Regions from separate parts of the Gossypium hirsutum genome. Here region 2 is linked to region 1. Evidence: chromatin contacts called from public Hi-C data. All regions are on one chromosome and are shown on one strand. The core of a region is the stretch at or near the end of the contact, and the rest is flanking DNA. Distances in the headings are between cores, read along the strand shown. Region 1 holds the start of LOC107923274. Region 2 holds the start of LOC107923325 (probable L-gulonolactone oxidase 6).

Region 1 (7,149 bases), core at 2,109-4,608:
TAACCTTCTCTGTTTGTATTGTCTGCTCCAATCTAAAGCTCTTCTTCCTCTTATCTTCTATAGTTCAATTTTTTTTCATGAAACTACTTTAAACATTACGAATCTACGAATCAAAATCCAAATAATGTCTTCTTTGATCTTCAACATTGACCATCAAAATGACTTGGATCTAAGATATGTCTTACTTGTTGATGGGTATTGATCCACCATAGCGATCATCAAATCAAAACTTAACAACATAGTAACTTAAATAAAAACTTTCGAATAATTCAATAATTTAAAGAGAAACTTTTAAATAGTTCAATGACCGTTTTGTAACTTTTTGAAGTTGAATAACCAAAACATAAGTTTACTAATAATATAGTGATTTTGGTGTAATTAACCCTTAAATTAATATTATACACAAATTAAATCGAAAAAAAAATCATTATTCGGGTGAGTTTTGTCTTTCAACAAACAGAACACAACAAGACATGGACCAAATCTAGCTTCTTTTTCTTCGGCTTTATCCATTTTACCCTTTTTCTAGGATATTTATATATCCCCCGTCTTAAATTCCTCAACCATCGTCACTAAGTAAAAACCCTATTTCAAGAATTAAATTAATTTGAAAAAAAAAACAAAAAGCAAAAAACGGAGGACATCCTCCACACTCATCTGCTCAAACACGGTAAAAAAAATAGTACATACCCTTTTTTTTCCATTTTTTTGTTTAATATTTATCTATATTTGATTGAGATGTTTTTTTGGGGGAATTTTTTTTCATGGTGATTAGGTTTAGGGTTTCTTTTGGAGTAAAGTAAAAGTTCACACGAAGATGCCGCAGCCACCCCAAATGATTCCTGTCATGCCTTCATATCCACCTACTAATATTACTACTGAACAGATTCAGAAGGTGTGTATATTTGTATATATATTTTCTTTTTTTCGTTATTGTCCATGTATTGTGTTTAATGTTAGTATGTTATAGTTATGGGGTTGTTGAGGAAGGAGATGTTGATCTCGAACTTGTAATTTTTTTGGGTAATCTTTAGTTATGTATGAGATAGAAGAAACCCTTTTTTTTATCTGTTCCAAAAGAAAAACAAATGAAGGCCTTTTGTTGGATTTTATGAACATAACGTTTATGACATGGAAGAGTTGATTGTGCTTTTAATGGTAGTTATTTGGGATGGAATGGTGGTTGGTATTCAGTTTGAAAAGGTGCGATAAAATTGATGAGTGAAATAGAGAAATGAATGGAAGTTATTGGTAATGCGGAGCGATATAGTTGGACCATCTTGAATGGTGAGTTGCGTATGGTGTAACAAACAGTTATGCTTGATGTTGGGGGAGAATGAACAGTGTTTTTGCCCTTTTCGATTTGATTCTCAGTGTTTTGATTCTTTAATGCAATGAAATATTTGTTTGAACTCAATGATTTGAAAACAAAAACCGATAGATCTGCTCAAAGGCATACATGAAATCCAGCTATTCTTTCTATTCAGCAACTTCTTATTGAAGGGGCTATCCTTTCCTTGGTTCGGTCCTTTTTTCTGTTGTGCCTAAACTCTAGAAAAACCATATATGGTGTAATGTATGGCTTTACTGTTTCTGTTGTTTTTGTCTGTTTTCGCTATTTGTTGTGTGTATTCACAATATCTTTCACTTAATGCTTAAAAATGGAGTATATTATGATTCATTAAGTTCTTGTATTTTAATTTTCATTCTTACCAGTATCTTGATGAGAATAAGAAGTTGATTTTGGCAATTTTGGACAATCAGAATCTTGGAAAACTTGCTGAATGTGCGCAGTAAGTGATTTATAAATTTCAGTTTCTTCTTTTATCTACCTTAGTGGCGCATGCTGCATCTTTAAGTTAATGTTTGAGGTTTATTATATATGTTTGCTTTAAGTTGGAAGCGGCTTGTTGAAAGTGCTAGATGCTGTAGGATGTATTATGGTTCACATACCTCAAACTGAAGTATTTAATGTTATCGTCAATTAGTTGTAAATTCTTCCTTCCTAGATAATTGTGTGTGTTTTTAGTTGAAAGTGGGACTCGAATTGGGAGTTTCCTAGATCCAAACTGGGATGAGTCTTCTGCGGATATGTCTGAGCCTTGTAATGCATATACGGATGGTAAAATCTCCACTCCAACCAAACCCGATTTGGTTCTTGTTGCCATTTATCTTGCATCAAGAGCATTTATAGAACTAATTAATGATCACTATATTATTTGTCATCTGTATACATTAGCTTGGTTTTTCTGCAAATGTGCTATCAAGGATTCGTGATGGAAACCAAGTTTATTGTATTGGTTTTTCTTTGTATACATCATTCGCACATGCATATATGCTTACATGTGCAATATCTAGGCAGTGTACCTATACAAGATTTTGATGATGTAGGTATCAAGCTCAGCTGCAAAAAAATTTGATGTATTTAGCTGCTATTGCGGATGCGCAACCGCAATCGATGCCAACAATGCCTCCTCAGGTGAGTGTTAAGATAACTTCTTTCTTCTAATCTATCCGCTGCTACACTGCTTCCTGACACATTTTCCATCATCAAAGATGGCACCACATCCTGCAATTCCAACCGGAGGATATTTTATGCAACATCCTCAGGCTGCTGCAATGGCACAACAACCTGGCATGTACCCTCAAAAGGTGCCATTGCAATTCAATAACCCACATCAAATGCAAGACCCTCAGCATCTCCTGCACCAACAGCATCAGCAAGCCATGCAAGGTCAAATGGGAATCAGGCCTGGAGGACCCAATAATGGCATGCATCCCATGCATTCCGAGGCCAGTCTTGGAGGTGGCTGCAGTGCTGGCCCCCCTCAATCTTCAGGCCCAAGTGATGGACGTGCTGGAAACAAGCAAAACCCTGAAACCGGTGCCAATGGACAGGGCAGCACAACCGGCGACAGAGCCGAGGAGGGAAAGTGACTGTGATGGTAGGTTTATTTTACAATAGAATTTGTATTCCTCTGGTAGTCATCTCATAGACTGTTGTAGAATTAAAACCTTCAACTTGCTCTTTAATGTAGCAGTTTAGGTAGTTTAACTCTTGTTGAGAGGTTGTTGGCATGCCAACGAATTAAACAACAGGTTGTTAAGACAACGATGGTTTTGTTGTAAAAGGAGGTGATATATACGAGCATGTGGTCACTACCTCTGAGGCTGTCATTTTGTAATAACCTATAAAAGTTTGCAGCTTGTATCTAAATTGTGATCCAGTTGAAAATTACATTGCTTTTTCCTGGTTTTGCTTTTGTAAATTACTTTGTAAATCCAGGTCATGGTTGTCAAAGTGGAACCTTTCATGTTGAAGAAGCTAAAAATCTGTTGGCTTATCTCATCCATTGTATTCGGCCTTTAGAAATGCATCTTTTAGTAAAAAAGCAAAAAGCAAAACTTCATTGATTGTAAAACAAACGCATCGAGCATGGTAAAATGAGCTATAGATGCTATGTCTCTTAACAATTAAGATTAGAATCAAAGTACAAAGAAGAAAACAAAATCAACTTGAAAATTCTTTAACATATTCTTTAGATGTCAGCTTTCAATGGTGAAAATGAAGCACAAAAATCACTCTCAAAACATTTGGCACGGAACCAATGCTGGAAAAGGAAAGGCCTTTTCTTTAACTTTCTTGTTCTGTGTTTTGATTTTAGAAGACCTGAGCAAGAAAAAGCAAAAACCAGAAACCGCCATGAGAGAAGACCAACAACGCCCTGTTCACCTCCATAACCACCAAAGAAACAAGCTTTTTATAACCACCAAGTTCTTCACTTATACCACCGTGTATGTCATCATCGTCTTGCTCAGTTACACCTTGGGCTACCTCTCTCACTCCTCTCCTCCTGCACCACTACCACCACTTCCTCCGCCGCCTTCTGTCTTTCAACTCGCTAGCTTACCAACCCAACTCGACAACTTCCGAGTCGCCCCTCACTGTTCCAACTCACCTCTCCCACCCCATCTCGTCTTCCCAACGATTCTTCAACGAGTCTTCAAAGGTTCCTCCCCTTACACCGATTTCCCACCACCCCACCTCCGTTCCATCCTAAAACCAAAAAGAATCAGAGGTTGGGGATCTAACGGTGACGTTTTCGAGCACTTAATAAAACGAGTCAAACCCAAACTCATCGTCGAAGTGGGAACTTTCTTAGGCGCGTCAGCTCTTCACATGGTGAACGTGACTCGGAAACTCGGACTCCAAACACAGATACTATGCCTCGACGATTTCCGTGGATGGCCGGGTTTCAGAGACCGGTTCAAATACATTAACGACATAAACGGCGACGTTATGTTGCTTCAACAGTTCATGCAAAATGTGGTTTATTTCAACGCAACCGGGTCGGTTTTACCCGTACCGTTTTCGACAAGATCGGGTCTAGAGAAGCTATGTGAATGGGGAATAATGGCGGATCTATTAGAAATAGATGCGGGTCATGATTTCATATCCGCTTGGGGAGATATAAACGGAGCGTATCGGATATTGAAACCCGGTGGGGTGATTTTTGGGCATGATTATTTTACCGCCGCGGATAACCATGGGGTAAGAAGGGCAGTCAATTTGTTTGCGCAAATGAATCATCTCAACATCCGAACTGATGGTCAACATTGGGTCATTGATACTGCTTTAGTAAGAAATTTTTGATATTTTTATCCATGTAAAAAAGAATGGGAAAACTTTGGGGTTGATTGTGTAATAATGGGATTTACCTTGGCCTTCATAGTCATTCAACAAAGCAAGAATAAAAAAAATAATTTTTTAAATTATCCATTAATTTGTATACACTAAACCAAACAGTTTAGGAAGGCAGTGAAGTAGGATAAGTTTTGGTATTGAAAAACTTAAATTAAATTAGAATTTATATCAATACCAAAAAATTAAATTAAACCCAAAAATATTAATCCCTAATACCATGTTATCTTCAAATCTTAAATTTCTTTTCATTTCAATTTCATCGGACCCATCCAAAAATATGGATTTGGTTTTATCAAAATAAAGTTAATTTGATTTCGATTTTTAGAAAATTTGATTTTTTTTTTATTTTTTTACATCAAATTCATTTATTATTATTTTTACTCTTGAATCTTTGAATACAAAAGATGGTACGTGTTGAAAAGCACACCTCCAAATAATAATAACAATAGTTATTTATTAAGTATTAATTAGTACTTAATTAATGGTAACAGAAAATGGAGGACATTTCTGGCTTTTTACATGAGTCGGGTGGTCCATCATATTCCTTGGAATTTAAATATTAATTGGCCAAAGATATCCAAATTCAATACTATTTGTTTTTGTTGTTAGTTGTTGCAACTTGCAATAGATTTAATAGTGTATTATTACAAGATTACATGATTCAAGGAATTATGATAATATAAAATTACGAGATGGAATATAAAGTGTGTTATATTATCTTACCTAATTAAAATATAATATTTAAATACAAATTTTACTAAATTATGTTTGTTATGAAATTTCATTGTAAAATAAAGCTTGAATGAACTCAAACGTAAAATAAGATTCTCCATTTCTCCCATAAGTTGATAAGTGCCAAAAAAAAAAAATTTCTCTCAAGCTTGCTAAGCCAACATGAATAACTGCAAAAAATAAAATAAAAAACCAGTGACAACTATGATCGGTTTTTTCTTTTCCTGTTATTATATGAATAAAAAAAATATAAATTGTGATTGAAAATGATACACCAAGTACTCTCTCGAGTTTGGATTAACTAAATACGGTTTCAAGTATGTCACCCCTGATGAGAATAAATGAGCAACACTTAAAACATCCATTGCATGTTCCAAATGGGTCAATTACAAAAGCAATAGTTAGACGATTCAGAGAAACATTTAATGGGCTAATCCAAGGGATATGGGTTGATTATGAAAAAAAAAAGGTCCAATTTTGGACCAAATAAAGATCAAGGCATATTTAATGTTATAAAGGCAAATTGAAATGACTATTTAGTTTTTAAATTCGCGACCTTTGCTCAAAGCATCCATGGGATATATTTATTTCTTATCAAAGTCATTTAGTCGCTTTTAGATGCATTATATGGTTGGTTAAGTCATATTCGTCATATGCAACCATTTATCTCTTTCTAGATTCGTTGTATTGTTGGATTCATGCATATATTAGTTTGTTGCTTTAAATATGATTTTTTCTATTCTTGGACGGTTGTTCCAAGTAAAAATAGTGGGATATGAGTCTGCAACAAACGATTTTAAACCTAATATATTTGGGGAGTATTTTCTTTTTTTTTTTGTTGTTCAACCAACTTTTTAGAACTTATTAAGATCTTTCTTATGGCATTCTAACCTATGTTTTATCACTCACAACCTTTTTTTTCTTGAGTATGACAGCTACTTTCTTTTTTATACCTTTGGATCATATCTTTTTATAATGGTCAAGGTTCTTTGATATTCTAGAATTTGGTTTAGAACAATCCAAAGGCATCCTTGTTCTAAATTGAATTTTTGGGTCTCATTACTCTTTTTGGGTTCAAATTACTTAAAAATCGCACCATTTGATATCATAGCTTACGGTGTTAAAATTAGGTTATTATTTATCTTTATTCGAAAAAAAAATCAGTTGAAGTTACATTCTCAAAAGTGTGTTTCTATCTTATCTTAAATTTTCTTTACTTCTCATTTCTTGTAAGTTGCTTGTTCAGTTGTTTATTGCTATAAAAATAATTATTCAGGTTCATTAATGTTAGAATTAAATGACCCGAATCCTTATTTAAATAAAATACAGTGGTAAAATAAAATAAAAGTAAAATCCATACAGAACTACACTTCTTTTATTTTATTTTAGAATAAGGTTTTTTTAAACCTTATTAAACTCCATCTATTTTATATTGATTAGAATAAGTTGTTTCAATCTTACTAGAATACGACTTTACAAGCCTATAAATAGACATAGTCTAATCCTCTTGTAATCATTCGAATTCGACAGAGTGAATTTTCTTCTCCTCTGCCCGTGGTTTTTCCCGAAAGGGTTTCCACGTAAAAATCTGTGTGTTCTTTATTTTATTTTATTTTTTCACAAATTAGTATCAGAACTTTCGGGTTGTTCATCTCGATCACGGTAATGGCATCTTTGAAGTATGAAATTCCGCTGTTGGATCGCAACACCAG
Region 2 (7,149 bases), core at 1,585-4,084, 360 kb before region 1:
TCGTTCAGTTGTAGATCGATATTACCTATAGTAGTTAGACGCAACGTGCATTAGGCAATACCGATGGTGTGTGCAATGCCATTAGCTTCCCTGTCGCTCAATTGCGGCTAGTATTCCAGTGCCCCGATCTGATATAACGCAGATATTAGGTTGGGGCTAGACATGCCTCCTTAACCTAAAAAGAAAGAAATCCCAATCATCAGCTGACTCCCCCGGTGTTATTGCAAATGCGATTGGAAGGATTCTCCTATTGCCATCCTGTACCATAACTAACAATAGCCGATGGGTATATCTACCATACATAAAGGTACCGTCAATTTGCACCAATGGCTTGCAATATAGAAATGCATCCCGGCATTGCTTAAAGTTTTAGAATAGACGCTTGAACACTTGGCATCCACAGAGCAATCGGTCGTTGCAGTACGCAGGTGTCGTTTCAAGGCTGTTATGCAACCTGAGACATATCTCTCCAGCACCTGACACCACTGCCACACTTCATTATATGAAGCATCCCACTTATCATACATTTTTTCCAACGCCTTTCTGCTTAGCTATCCAAACCTTGCGATAAGAGGGCGTGTACCTCAATTGGCTACGAATATTGGCAATTAAGACCGGCACTAAAGTCTTGAGATCCCCCTTCACCGTCGGTAGTATTAAGCTAGCTAACATATCTGAATCCATCTTGGGATGATCTTGTGAAACACCTGTCAACGAAGTACGTTAAATAATGCAACATTATGTAATAATAGTATTATTCAAAAACCCTAAACACCTAGTGATACTGTACTGCCGACACATGTATGTGGACATTAGTACTTTTTTATCTCCCACAAGCTTGTCCTTTTGCTCAACGAGGCCATGATTTTCCATGAACATGTACTGTCTTGCACTGTACACTTGGCCTCAAACTTATCGGATTTGGATTTAACCACATTGTAGTTAACCCCGTCCATGATGCTATGTTGTTTCAATGCACCAAGAAAACTATCCTTATTGGAAAACTCCCTACCAACTTCAAATTCAACCGAATCCAATAACGAACTTGTACTGTCATGCATTCTGTGTGGTAGATCTAGAAATTCCAACGCATTATCTTGAGATAGATCGACATTATGCATTAGGGATGGAGGAGAGTACGCCTTGAATCGCGGATCTTCTTCTTCATCTGAACCCCCTTCAACATCTTCAGGTATGGTTGGAACAGGCTCTGGTTCAGAAAATAATGCAACTTCTGCACTATCGAGGCCGGGCTTTTGAAGTGGATCCACGTGGGAGCTTTTTACGTAATTTTACTGACAGTGCATCCTGCTTGAAGCTTTTTGGACAATATTTGTTCAAAAACGTCTTCTCAAAATTACTTTTTCAGATACTACTGTAGCAAAAAAGCATCCACGTGGGAGTTTTTTTCAGTAATTTTGTTGATAGTGCATCCTGCTTGAAGTGTTTTGGATACTATTTGTTCAGAAACTTCTTCTCAAAATTATTTTTTCAGATACTATTCTAGCAAAAGAGCGTCCATGTGGGAACTTTTTTCAATAATTTTGCTTACAGTGCATCATGCTTGAAGCATTTTGGACACTATTTGTTTAGAAATGTCTTCTCAAAATTATTTTTTCAGATACTACTGTAGCAAAAGAGCGTCAACGTGGGAGTTTTTTTTAGTAATTTTGCTGATAGTGCATCCTAATTTAATTAATTAATCCTAAAAACCCTAAACCCTAATTTAATTAATTTTTTAAATTAATAGTTAATTTAATTAATTAACCCTAAACCCTAATTTAATTAACCCTAAAACCTTAAACACAATAAAACCCTAACTCTTAAAACCCTAACCCTAAAACCCTAAATCAAGCACAAAAAACTCTAACCCTAAAAAAGGGGCAAAACGTGTCCCTGGGGGAGCATTTTGCCGACACGTCCCCTGACTTTGCGCTTACATGAACGCATTTTCGGGGAATTCAGACCTTTCTGATAAATAATAAAAAATTGGCCCATTTCCATAAATAATTTTAGAAATGAGCTTTTTTAGTAAATTACCCTAAAATAGTTGTTAAATTTAGAAATTTTTTAAAGCGGCAGAAATGAATTATAAAAATTTTGAAATATCTTTGTTTTTTTGGGTCAGTACTAAAAAGGGTATTTTCTATATATATATTTTGGGTATTCACCTCTGCTAGTGTCACACGTGTTTAAAATTTGACGGGGTGATTTCAATACATTCTATATAAACTTTACTGATTCAATTTAGAATATTTTAGAGTTTGAGATGTAAGGTGAAATTAACCTTAAAAAATGTATATGACGATCAAAGAAAGAGAGGAAAGGACAGTAGTTTCTCTGTTTTGTGATGCATGTAAACAAGTGAATACAGCAAAGAAATCTCTTCAAATTAACTCCTTTTCCCTATTTGGTTGTTTTCTAAGTACGATGATAGATGGGAAAATGAGATATCATATGAACTGGTCTATTTGGTGTGTTTGATTTCGACTATTCAAATGTGATTTATGTTAATTGATTTTTTACTCCAAAATAATAATAGCCGTCCTACATACTACTTTTAGTTTCATCCCCAGCTATGAGGTTGGAGCATGTGCAGCCAATGGATTTGTTTTACAATCTAAATAATTTCACTTGTGCGTAACTTGACACAAAAGAGGGCAAAAAGTAGAAAATGAAACGCAACAAATTACAGGGACTGCAAATTCCATTGAAACACACACCTTATCATTAACTTAAAAAAAATATCAAGAAATAATAAAATAAATATTAATTTTTGTAGGGTTTATGATTATTTTTTCAAATAAGAACTGTTGCTCCATAAAATGCCATTAAGAAAAAGGCAATTAAGTAACGTTTTCAATAGTCCTTAACTTGGAAGCATTTTTGAAAACATACTTGAGTTTATTGCGAGAAGCCCCTTCTACGCTAAACAAAGTGTGAATTTGCGGGTAAATACGAAATATTTTAGAGTGGAAAAATCAATCGATTATAAAGCCTCTGTCTATTAGTTTCCATCAACCATGCCAGCTATACCAATGTTGTTTTCAAACAAGTTCAATGTGCTTCTCCTATGGAAATGCCTCTGTCTGTTAGTTGTTTTAGTGGGTTGCAATCCCCCAGGGGAGCCCGTCAAATGTTCCACCAAAGATTCCAACTGCACCGTCACAAACTCTTACGGCATGTTCCCCGACCGAGCCATTTGCAGAGCGGGGAACGTGGCTTACCCAACGTCAGAACAAGAGCTGGTTTCGATCGTATCGGCGGCAACTAAATCCAAAAGGAAAATGAAAGTGGTGACACATTTCTCTCACAGCATTCCCAAGTTGGTCTGTCCCGACGGCCAAGATGGGTTGCTTGTTAGCACCAAGAACCTTAACCGTGTATTGAAAACCAACACGGAGGCAATGACGATGACTGTGGAGAGCGGTGTGACGTTGAGGCAACTGATTACTGAAGCAGCTAAGGCTGGTTTCGCATTGCCTTACGCACCGTATTGGTGGGGATTGACCATTGGTGGCCTTTTAGGTACAGGCGCTCATGGGAGCTCCTTGTGGGGGAAAGGGAGTTCAGTTCATGATTATGTTGTGGAGATGAGAATTGTAAGCCCTGCAAAAGCTGAAGATGGATATGCTAAGGTGTGGGTGTTGAATGAGAGAGACAAAGATCTCGATGCAGCTAAGGTTTCGCTTGGAGTTCTTGGGGTAATCTCACAGGTAACTCTCACTGTCTTTCAGCTCCTCTTTCTCCATTTTTTTATGGATCCTTAAGTGTTTATGGCCATTATTCTCCTTGGGATGACATGAATTGATAGTTTGATCATATGATTAAACTATATTCTACGGATGAGAGCTGGAAATTCAGGATCCAAGAAACCATCCACCATAGCTGTCACTTATAGTTCTTGGCCAAAATGGTAGTGGGCAAATCTATGAGGGTGGGGTTGCCGGGCGAGACGGTCCCCCTTACTTTTCTATAAGGAATAATTTTACTATTATCTTATGAGTAAACTGATTACATTATATTCTTACTTTACATTGTATTCTTAAGATATATAATTAATAATTATTAAACAAAAATAATTATTTAAAAATTAAGAACAACTTGAATAATTGTAAAAGGGGATTGATTTTTTTGAGAGAAGTTTTCAAATGTCATCTTTGAAGACACCATGCCTGCTTCTATTGAGAATTGTGTACGGCTCACTGAGGTGGACTTACGGTCACCCACAAAGAAGCGACGTGTGCGTCTTGCCCTTAGTGGGATTCGATCCCCTATCCCAATCACAGCTCTTTGCGTGTAGGGGGTGGAAAAAGAGGCCAGACCCTCTCCAAGAGATAATATATTTCATATTAAGGGAGCAGGTCAATGTTCCCGAAGATGACTCTTTAAAAATTTCTCCCAAAAAAATTACCCTAATAATAATATAAAATAATTTTAGGTGAATACAATTTGGGTCCCAAATCATTGAATGATTACCTACATATATGAGATTTTTTTTTATATTCATTCAATGATACTCTCCTAACTTTTCTTTTTCAAATTTAATGGTTCATTTCTTTCTTTCTTTTTTCCCTTTTATTTTTCTTAACGAATAAGCTATTAAAAAAATAAAATCAAGTATTTTTATGGAAATATTAATGAACTGAAATAAATATGTTAATAATATATAAACAAAAAAAAAACCCTACTAGCATAGAAAGGCGTTGGGAACAAATTAAAACAATAAAAGCTAAATGTCAAAAAGAAAAAGAAAAACGACATATTTAAAAAAAGAATTATGACATGAGTGATTTTTTAAAATAAAATATTTATAATGTGTTTTATTTATAATTATATGTGATCTAATATAAGAAAAATATAAAAAGTAATTTAAATTATGATACTTAAATATTATTCAGTAAACTGAAATTTTATTTGATATATTATTTACATAATAGTTTAATTTTAAATAGAAACTTGTTGATATACATATCAATGGAGGTCAATATGGAGAAGAGAATAATGTTCTCTTCCAAAAAGCAGAGTCAATCCCTCCTTTCTTTCGATGTTTGTAAAATCTTATTATATAATAAGGGACGACCTTAGATCAGATTTTGGGTCGAATAATTTTATTTATAATTATACAACAAAAGCTTAAGTTTGGTGGAATCTAAGGTGCTAGATTGTTTAATTCAGTATAGTTGCATATAAATGCTATGTTTATGTATTGTTATTCCTATAGTCAACACGTTTCTCTGGCGGACAATCTTTGTTTGCAAAAGCATTCATGGCTTATTATTATTATTATTTAAATTATATGACATTTTTAGTATTAAAAAAATTGTGTTAAAAATGTCAGATAATCCAATTTAATTTAAGTCATTTGTGAGTGTTATCATGAACAGCAATTATCACAGGACTATCAATGATACATGCATATTTATGTATACTTATTTGATTGCTTTATAGGTGACATTCAAACTTCAACCTCTTTTCAAAAGATCCATTACTTATGTAAGAAAGGATGATACAGATTTGGGAGATGAAGCTGTGACTTTCGGCAAACTCCATGAATTTGCAGACATATTTTGGTACCCCAGTCAACGAAAGGCGATCTATAGAATCGATGATCGGGTCCCCATTAATGTATCCGGGAATGGTGTTTATAATTTCACTCCATTTCGCTCCACTCTTTCGCTTGTTTTGGCTCTTGTTCGATCTTCAGGTTAGTATCCACTATTACTGTTATTTTCATTTTCATTGCAAGTTTATTAGAGGAGATGAATTACACGTTGCATGAACATCGAAATAACATTTTAGCTTAGCTATTTATTTATTTACTAATATGAATTTGTTTAATGAATTAGAGGAAACTCAAGAATCCTCAGGAGATGCTGAAGGGAAGTGCCTCAATGCAAAGCTAATGACGTCTACACTTCAGTCGTCTGCTTATGGCTTAACAAACAACGGTATATCCCTCTAGTCCGTGAAATAATTGGTTAAATTATGATTTTGACTCCTCTACAATTTAAAATTTAGTCCTTATACATTAATTTTATTTTTACGTAATTTAATCTCTATGTTTTTATAAATTTATTACCTAATTATGAGATGAATTCTTCTTAAAAGTATCAATTCCAACCCATTACATAGATCGAAATGATTAATGGTAGAAATGAAGCCAAATTTTTTGTGTTAAAAGCGAAATTGAGATAAAACTATAAAAATTTGAAGTAAAATAAAACAATTAGCTTAATGGTATTATAAGGTCCAACTTTAAAAAAAAATAATAATTAACTTCTTCTGAACTTTTCACACTCGATTAAGCCATTGAACAAATAAAATTGGCCAAATGGGTTTTTGACTGACATTAATTGTTAGTATTTAATGGCAATGTAGACTTGAGTACCAAAAAATGCCAAGTCAACGCTGTTGACTGATGTGGCAATGCCACGTAATCTTCGATTGCTGACATATTAGTGCCATATCAGCAAAAAGTAAAAATATTTTAAATTTATTTTTTAAAATAAGTACACAATGAATCTAGACAAATGGTTGCCTAGGTTTATTTGAATTTGGATATCCATTTATCCAAATACATTCTAGAATTATGAAAAGCACAAAAAGAATTATAAAATTTATAAAAAAAATTATTAAAAATTAATTAAAAATCATAAAAATTATAATATTTATAAAAAAATAATTTATTATTTTTATATTTTAAATAAGAAAAAGAACATCAACAACTCATATGATATAATCAAAATTAACAATTGTTATATTTTTGTCTCTCATTTTTCAATTAGTACAAGTTATATTAGTAAAATAATTTAATAAAAAAAGAAAAATAAATTTTATAAAAATTTACTAAAGAGAATTTATTTTCTTATACAATTTTATGGTTTTTAATTAATTTCTAACAATTTTATAATTTTTTAAACTTTTTGTGGTTTTTAATAAAATTTTATGGCTTTTAATTAATTTCTAATAATTATTATAAAATTTAATGTTGTTTTTATCATTTTATTTTATTTTTTATAATTCTAGAATGAATTTAGACAAATGGTTATAACAACCATTTCTCTAGATTCTTTGTGTACTTACTTCAAAAATATATTTATTTTTTACTGAAGTGGCACTGCCATATCAACAATAGGTAATGATGTG

What was found. A called contact is a pair of places that touch in the nucleus more often than the background predicts.
Region 2: a contact with region 1 is called in a Hi-C map of leaf, with 2.4 times the contacts expected there. The contact joins the promoter of LOC107923325 here to the promoter of LOC107923274 in region 1. A contact is called at or near these places in 3 of 34 Hi-C or Micro-C datasets (all in leaf).

The regions. Positions count from the first base shown.
Region 1 is chrA12:82,296,254-82,303,402 of Gossypium_hirsutum_v2.1, reverse strand. LOC107923274 reads left to right here and starts at 3,358. Exons shown (of 1, transcript XM_016853488.2): 1 at 3,358-4,776. The coding sequence starts at 3,557. The coding sequence ends at 4,654. LOC107923287 (GRF1-interacting factor 3) reads left to right here and starts at 434. Exons shown (of 5, transcript XM_016853496.2): 1 at 434-670; 2 at 776-895; 3 at 1,717-1,793; 4 at 2,392-2,479; 5 at 2,557-3,238. The coding sequence starts at 818. The coding sequence ends at 2,937.
Region 2 is chrA12:82,652,655-82,659,803 of Gossypium_hirsutum_v2.1, reverse strand. It overlaps LOC107923325 (probable L-gulonolactone oxidase 6), which reads left to right and starts at 2,834. Exons shown (of 4, transcript XM_016853532.2): 1 at 2,834-3,716; 2 at 5,452-5,707; 3 at 5,850-5,951. The coding sequence starts at 3,024.